Linked DNA regions of Anas platyrhynchos: region 1 is linked to region 2. The links are chromatin contacts, called in public Hi-C maps. All regions are on one chromosome and are shown on one strand. The core of a region is the stretch at or near the end of the contact, and the rest is flanking DNA. Distances in the headings are between cores, read along the strand shown.

Region 1 (3,404 bases), core at 151-2,650, 110 kb before region 2:
TTGCTGATTTAGGTTGCTGATTGTAGGTGAATGAGGGGAAATTCATTCATGGAGCCTGTGTGTGTGCGGTGCTTATGTGCACAAACAAGGTGCTGAGGTGAAGACAGCACAAAAAGGTGGAGATCTTGCATGTGTCCTCAGCGAGGGCGCTGTCCAGCTCTGGCCATCATCTAAAGGGTGAGGGAAGACCAAACCAGCAGCTAGAGAGCAGACAGGAGGAGCATGGCAAGGGGTTTGGGGCATGTGGCTGTGGGGCCGCTGTCCCGATGGCACACTCATCATTCCAGCTCTCCGAGGGAAGCTGGGCTTTACTAGGCATCCGCGCACCTGCCTTCCGTGTCCAACCCTATTAAAACTGGGGCCAAATGATCTCAAAGGTTAAGCCTTGTTAAACCCTTTTAGCTTAGCCTTCACAGGCTTGACTTAAAAACCAGGCTTTCACATGAAGGTGTGTTTCATGCTGCAGGGCTTCGGGTGATGTTTTTAACAGCCGGGGGCTTTCCTGGTAAGAGCAGTGCCCCTGGGCCTGGCCCTGCACAGCCCCAGTGCCCCTCTGCTGCAGGAATCCTCTGCAGCTGGCTGCGGGGATGGGAGGGCAGGAGCCCACCAGGGACCAGCTCCTCGTGGATTTCCTCGTTCCTGTGCAGAGGGGGGTGTGTGGGGCCTGGCTGCAGCACCGTTGCTCTCTGGCCTGGGGCCTCGCTGCGGGTGCAGCTTTTCCAGCCCCGCCCGGCATCCTGAGCTGCTGCACGGGGATCCCAGGTGCGACCCTCGTGCTGTGAGCTGCGGCCGTGGGGCTCCGGGTGTTGGAAAAACCCGGGGTGCTGGGGGGGGGAGCAGCTGGGGGGGTCTCAGGGCCTTGCTGCCTGCTCGGCACCGCCCAGCTCCGGCCCCGCCACCGGCAGCAGCAGCGGGGCCGGGGCCTCGACCTCGTTTTTTTTCCGTGCCCTCAGCCCCAGGTGCGGGGTTCGGGGGCCGCTCACCCCGTCCCTCCCGGGGCGCGGTGACAGCGGCTGCGCTGCCCCGGCACCGCCTGCGGGCGTCGCTGCGGGGCCGGCCCCGAGCTGCGCCCGGTGCTGGCGGCGGCGTTACCGGGCGGGGCGCTGGGCGCGGCCCCGGGCCCGTTCCCCCGGGTTCCCCCCCCCGATCCCGGGGTCCCCCCGGGGCTCCTCCCCCGGCTCCCCCCGTTCTCGCCGCCCCCCCCCCCCGGTGGCCGCACGTGGCGCGGCGGCGCCGAGGGGGCGCGGCCGGGGGCGTGGCCTCGGGCTGGGTGGGCGGGGCCTCCCCGCCCCTTTTCCCGCCGGCGCGGCGGGCGCACGTGGCGGCGGCGGGGCGGGGCGGCGGGGCGGGGCGGCGGGGGCGCGCACTGCGCCGGCGGGAGCGCGCGCGGCGGCGGGGCGGGGCGAGGCGCGGCGCTGAGCGGCGGCGGCGGCGGAGCGGGCAGCGAGCGCGGGGCCGCGCCGGGGCCGGGGCCGGGGCCGGGGCCGGGGCGGGCGGCGGGCCCCGCCGGGCGGCCGGCGCCATGGGCACGGTGCTGTCGCTGTCGCCGAGCTACCGGAAGGCCCCGCTGTTCGAGGAGGGGGCGGCCACGGTGGGGCACTACACGGCGGTGCAGAACAGCAAGAACGCGAAGGAGAAGGGCCTGAAGCGGCACTCGCTCATCTCCGTGCTGCCCTGGAAGCGCATCGCCGCCGTCTCGGCCAAGAAGAAGAGCTCCAAGAAGGTGCAGCCCAACGGCGGCTACCAGAGCAACGTCACCCACCTGAACAACGAGAACCTGAAGAAGTCTCTCTCCTGCGCCAACCTCGCCACCTTCGCCCCGCCGCCCCCCGCCGCCGCCGCCGCCGCCGCCCTCGCCTCGGCGCAGAAAGCCCCCGCGGCCGCGCCCGCCGCCGCCGCCACCCCGCGCCGCGTCGTGGTGCAGGCGTCCACCAGCGAGCTGCTGCGCTGCCTGGGCGAGTTCCTGTGCCGCCGCTGCTACCGCCTGAAGCACCTCTCGCCCACCGACCCCGTGCTCTGGCTGCGCTCCGTGGACCGCTCGCTGCTGCTGCAGGGCTGGCAGGACCAGGGCTTCATCACGCCGGCCAACGTGGTCTTCCTCTACATGCTGTGCCGGGACGTCATCTCGGCCGAGGTGGCCAGCGACCACGAACTGCAGGCAGTGCTGCTCACCTGCCTGTACCTCTCCTACTCCTACATGGGCAACGAGATCTCCTACCCGCTCAAGCCCTTCCTGGTGGAGAGCTGTAAGGAGGCCTTCTGGGACCGCTGCCTCTCCATCATCGACCTCATGAGCCCCAAGATGCTGCAGGTCAACGCCGACCCGCACTTCTTCACGCAGGTCTTCGCCGACCTCAAGAAGGAGAGCGGCGCCGAGGAGAAGGGCCGCCTGCTCATCGGCCTCGACCGGTGAGCGCCGCCGCCGCCGCCGCCTCGCCCCCGGGGCTGCCCCCCCCCGACCCCCCTCCGATCCGGGACCGGGGACCCCCCCCGACCCCCTCCCCAGCCCAGCAAAGCGGCGGCGGAGCGGAAACCTCGCCCCTCCCCCCCCATCTCCTTCTCCATCATCCCCCTCCCCAATATTCCCGTCCTCCGGGGCTGGCTCAGCTCGGCTGCAGCGAAACCGGGTGGGGAAAAAAAAAAAAAAAGCAAAAAGAAGGAAAAAAAAAAGAAAAAAAAAAAAGCCCAGAGGCTTGCGGCGGCGGGGGAGGGGGGGGCGCCCGGGGGGAGCGGGGCAGCCCCGGTCTGGCCCGGCCCCGGCGACAGCGCGGCCGAGACAAAGAGCAGGTAGGGGGGAAAATGGGATAAAAAAACAAAAAATTTCAAAAAAAAAAAAAGGAAAAAGGGCAAAAAAAGCGACCCCTGCGGGCCCCGCCGGCTGCGGGGGGGCGGCCGCCAGCGGGAGCCCGGCTCCGGTGCGGGAGCTGCGGGCGCGGATGGGATCGGAACGGATCGAAATGGATCGGATCGGAACGGATCGGATCGGATCCGAAAGGAACGGATCGGAACGGAACGAAGCTGTGAAGGGCCGGGCCGGGCCGAGCTGCCCGGCCCCGGGCTGGCCCCCGCCCCTCCCGCCCCGTTATTTATTTTCTTTGAAAAGACTCGGATTTCTGAGTGGGTCTGGGGTAGGGAAATAACTGCTACTGTATCATTACATCAATGTGAAATGTATTGTTCCCATCGTGCACTGATCATGAGTATTGTGTAAGGATCTACTTGAGTGTGCAAGCAAGGAAAGAAATCTACATGCTGCTATATGAATACTTTTAGAACAAAAATACTAACCTACGGGGGAAAAAAAAAGGAGAAACCCTTCTTTATTCTTTCATTGTTGCTTTTACAGTGGTATTGCGCATGCAAACAGAAGCATTTTGTGTCTTCAAAAAAAAAAAAAGGGAAAA
Region 2 (3,438 bases), core at 601-3,100:
TATCTAGACTAGCAATGGACAATTCAGAGCTCTAAGAACATAAATTTGGCCACAAATATTCATAGTGGAAATATTTACCAGTCTTCTTCCTGGTTTGTTTGGCTTTCACCAGGACAACCAAGCAGACAGCAGCAGATCAGGCATGCAGTGCACAAACTAGGACACTACTATTTAGGGCACAGCAGCCCCTTAGAGCTTATCCACATGGAGCCAGTGTGCAACATGCTCTACAGGGGAGCAGTGAAGCATTAACTCAGGCTGAAAGATGGGAGCAGTTCCCATAACATATCAGCACATGTACTTTAACTCTTTAGGAAAAGCTTTGATCTACACTCAGCTTCATAGTATCTGGACAGATCTACCGCAGATGATGAAAGATTATGAAGTGAAATCAAGTCCTTTGTTTTAATACAGCTAGAAGAGGCTAGCTTAGAGGGCTCAGATTTCTTACAGCACTTCTAGATGAGATAAGGGCTCAATGAACATGATATCTGAGATAATCTAAAGGACATCTGCAAAGACATGAGAGAGGGGGAAAGATAATCATGATGCTGAGAATTTTACAGGTCAATTTTTTCAAGGCTATATTGATTTAAACTAGAAATTAGCAAGCCAGGAAGATACATCGTATCCACCATAAACATTATTTAAAACAGTATTCCTCATTTCCCTTCAAATCTGTGCAGTTTTCTGACAATGCCACCCCCTACTGAGGAATACTGCAATTGGAGATATATATATATACACACACACTTTTTTTTTGTTGTTTCCCACACTCTGAAGGGACTTGTGAAGGTAAGGACTTGAGCAGATTCTTTTTTTTAATTTTCATTTTATAACCTGCCACATGCTTTATGAAATTCAGTCCTCTTTCCCCATGGTATCCATGCAGCACCTACTCTCTCTGTGATGGAACCACTCCACCTTAGCAGATATAGTACCAATGACAGAACAGAAACTGAAGTCCTCTACCAGTCCTCTACCTAGTAACTAGGCAGCTCCAGAACTGGACCACTGCCCGCACTGTCCCATTGCAGAGGATTTAAGAATCCATTCCCCCAGGCTTCACTGTTCACAACTGTTAGTACTACCAAAGCAAGCAATTTGCACTAAAATATAGACACCCGAACTAGGCTTCATGAAAACGCTTGATCTCATGTGAGTCTACTCAGAATGTGTTATGGTTAACACATCTGCTGCTTAAGCACATAAAATCGAGGCTAACACAGAAAGCAAGATTCTCCCTCAGCTAAAATGCATGTGGCAGACGAGATGACAGGTGTGCCACAGCTAAAGTGCACATAAGGAAAACCACATCTGGAAGAAAAACTGATTTTATTTTCTTCCTAGCCTCTGCTCAAACAAGCCACAGCCAGATCTATTGTTTATATTCAGCCTCCCTGGAGGCAGTCTTTAGCACATATCTTATACAACGATGCTAATTTTATATTTCTGACCTACATAAAACAGTATGCTGGGGTGGGAGGGAGAAGGGGGGAACCAGCATTCGGAATGACATATTCCAAACAATGTTTCTTAGCAGACAGACATCAATAAACTGAAATTTATTTCATAAATGAAATTTGGTGTGAAGGATTCTCAAATTAATCAGGCTGGTGACCATGTTTTCGTTATGCTGCCAAGTGAGGAATAAAGCCTTTTAATTCATACATTGTACCAAAAACAAAGCAAGTCAAGTGGCCTGGAAGATCATAGGTACAACTGGAGATGAACATGTTTTGTAGCCAATGACGATGAAAAAACAACCCACAGTGCTGTAATAAAGCAGAAGTGTGAATAATTTCACCGTCACTATGTATTACAGCAGCCTGGGAAGAAAGCCACGTGAGCCAAAACCGTGCCTCAATTGGTTACAGATGACATCATGGTATGTCAAAGCACAAGCTCCTGCTTCTTTTATGCTCTGAATAAAATTGATCTCACATTGGACATACTTGAGCTCCCTCTACCGGCTATAAAGCCATAGGAGGTGCCTTACCCAGACCCAGACCAGATGGCCTATTTCTGTAGTTAAAAGCTGCAGTTGCTCTTAGGCATTTCATTTCATACTCTATGGCAACAGTTTGAACCTCAGACATTCTTCAAATCTTTTTCCTTATTCTGTTAGGTCTAAATAATGGAAAAAGCATCACATAGGGTAAGAAACAAGATACAGAAGAGTACATTACCTTTCTGCTGGAGAAGTGTGCGTGCTTCCCTAGCTTGTTATTAAGAGCCTCAAGGAACATCTCATCTGTAACTTTTCCAACATTCATGCAGGCATCGTCCAGAATGGCAATGATCCCTTTGTGCTGCTGCTCTACCAGGTCGACAATGACCTGATTGTTAAAGTAATCAATCTGAAGAAGAAAAAAAAAAACAAACACAAAAACAAATGAACACGTATACTTGTGACTTTGGCTAGTAAAAGAGAAGTGCACCAGTGTTAGTCACTGATTGAACTGCACCATTTGTCTGACAGAGGGATCGGACACCAATCACAGGTGAAACAATCAGCTTCCAATATGCAGAATACTAACTCAAAACTAAGTAGGCTATTCTTCTGCCACTAAAGAGAGGTGGTAATCTTCACATGCCTCACATTAATTTTGTGACATCTCCTAAAAATCAACTGCTACATAATGCACTTTAAAATGTTTTTAAAAATTCATCTGCAAACAGTTAAAGTGATAAAAGCTGGGCATCCAATCCTTTGCATCATGAAAGGAATTTGAACAGAATGCCCAGAATTTTTCTACCCAAATATCTACAACTATACAAAATACGTAAGTGTTCAGATTAGGAACTCAGCCACAGAGATGCCATGAGAAATTTAAACACAGATCCAGAATCAACTGTTTTCCAAAACCATAAAAATAGGTTGCAAGATAACGGGTTATCTTTTTCCACAGTCTGATTTCCAGACAGCAAGCCTGATAGTACAATTGGCATGGACACAGATGTCCCATTGACTTGAACAGGAGCTTACTCATTGACCAACTTTACATGTGTGACCTATGCTGCTCGACTGACCTCAAACCAACCTCTCCCTCCCCTGCCAAATCACTCACATGCTTCCAGGGAATTCCCTCTCGCTGGTACTCTTCCTGCTCCTGCTTCAGAACTAGCTGAATAAAGAGCTGCTGTAGCTTTTCATTGCAGTAATTAATGCAAAATTGCTCAAAACTGCAAAAACATAAGGAAAAAAAAGAAGGTGGTGAGTTTTCTCACTTGGGAAAGGAGAAGGCACAGCACTGTGCTTTAACAGTATGTCTCACCTGTTGTTGTCAAATATTTCAAAGCCATAAATATCCAGGACACCAATGACTGTGTTTTTGCCATGTATTGTAGTGTCGTAGTTCTTCACTTCGATCACATCATTGATGTGCGTCACAATCCAACAAAAGAGGCGCTCGTATATAGCCTGCCAGGAAACAA

The links. A called contact is a pair of places that touch in the nucleus more often than the background predicts.
Region 1: a contact with region 2 is called in a Hi-C map of subcutaneous adipose tissue, with 2.7 times the contacts expected there. The contact joins the promoter of CDK5R1 here to the enhancer-like site in region 2. A contact is called at or near these places in 4 of 8 Hi-C or Micro-C datasets (liver, skeletal muscle and subcutaneous adipose tissue).

Annotation. Positions count from the first base shown.
Region 1 is chr28:6,223,683-6,227,086 of IASCAAS_PekinDuck_T2T, reverse strand. It overlaps CDK5R1 (cyclin dependent kinase 5 regulatory subunit 1), which reads left to right and starts at 1,400. Exons shown (of 1, transcript XM_027445222.3): 1 at 1,400-3,404. The coding sequence starts at 1,523. The coding sequence ends at 2,413.
Region 2 is chr28:6,110,668-6,114,105 of IASCAAS_PekinDuck_T2T, reverse strand. It overlaps MYO1D (myosin ID), which reads right to left. Exons shown (of 22, transcript XM_027445220.3): 9 at 3,279-3,424; 10 at 3,072-3,186; 11 at 2,190-2,360. Among named protein-coding and RNA genes, the nearest start is that of MYO1D, 47 kb to the right of the region's middle. Within about 2 kb of position 1,850, at least 2 of the 8 cell types and tissues checked have an H3K27ac peak or open chromatin away from gene starts, as enhancers often do.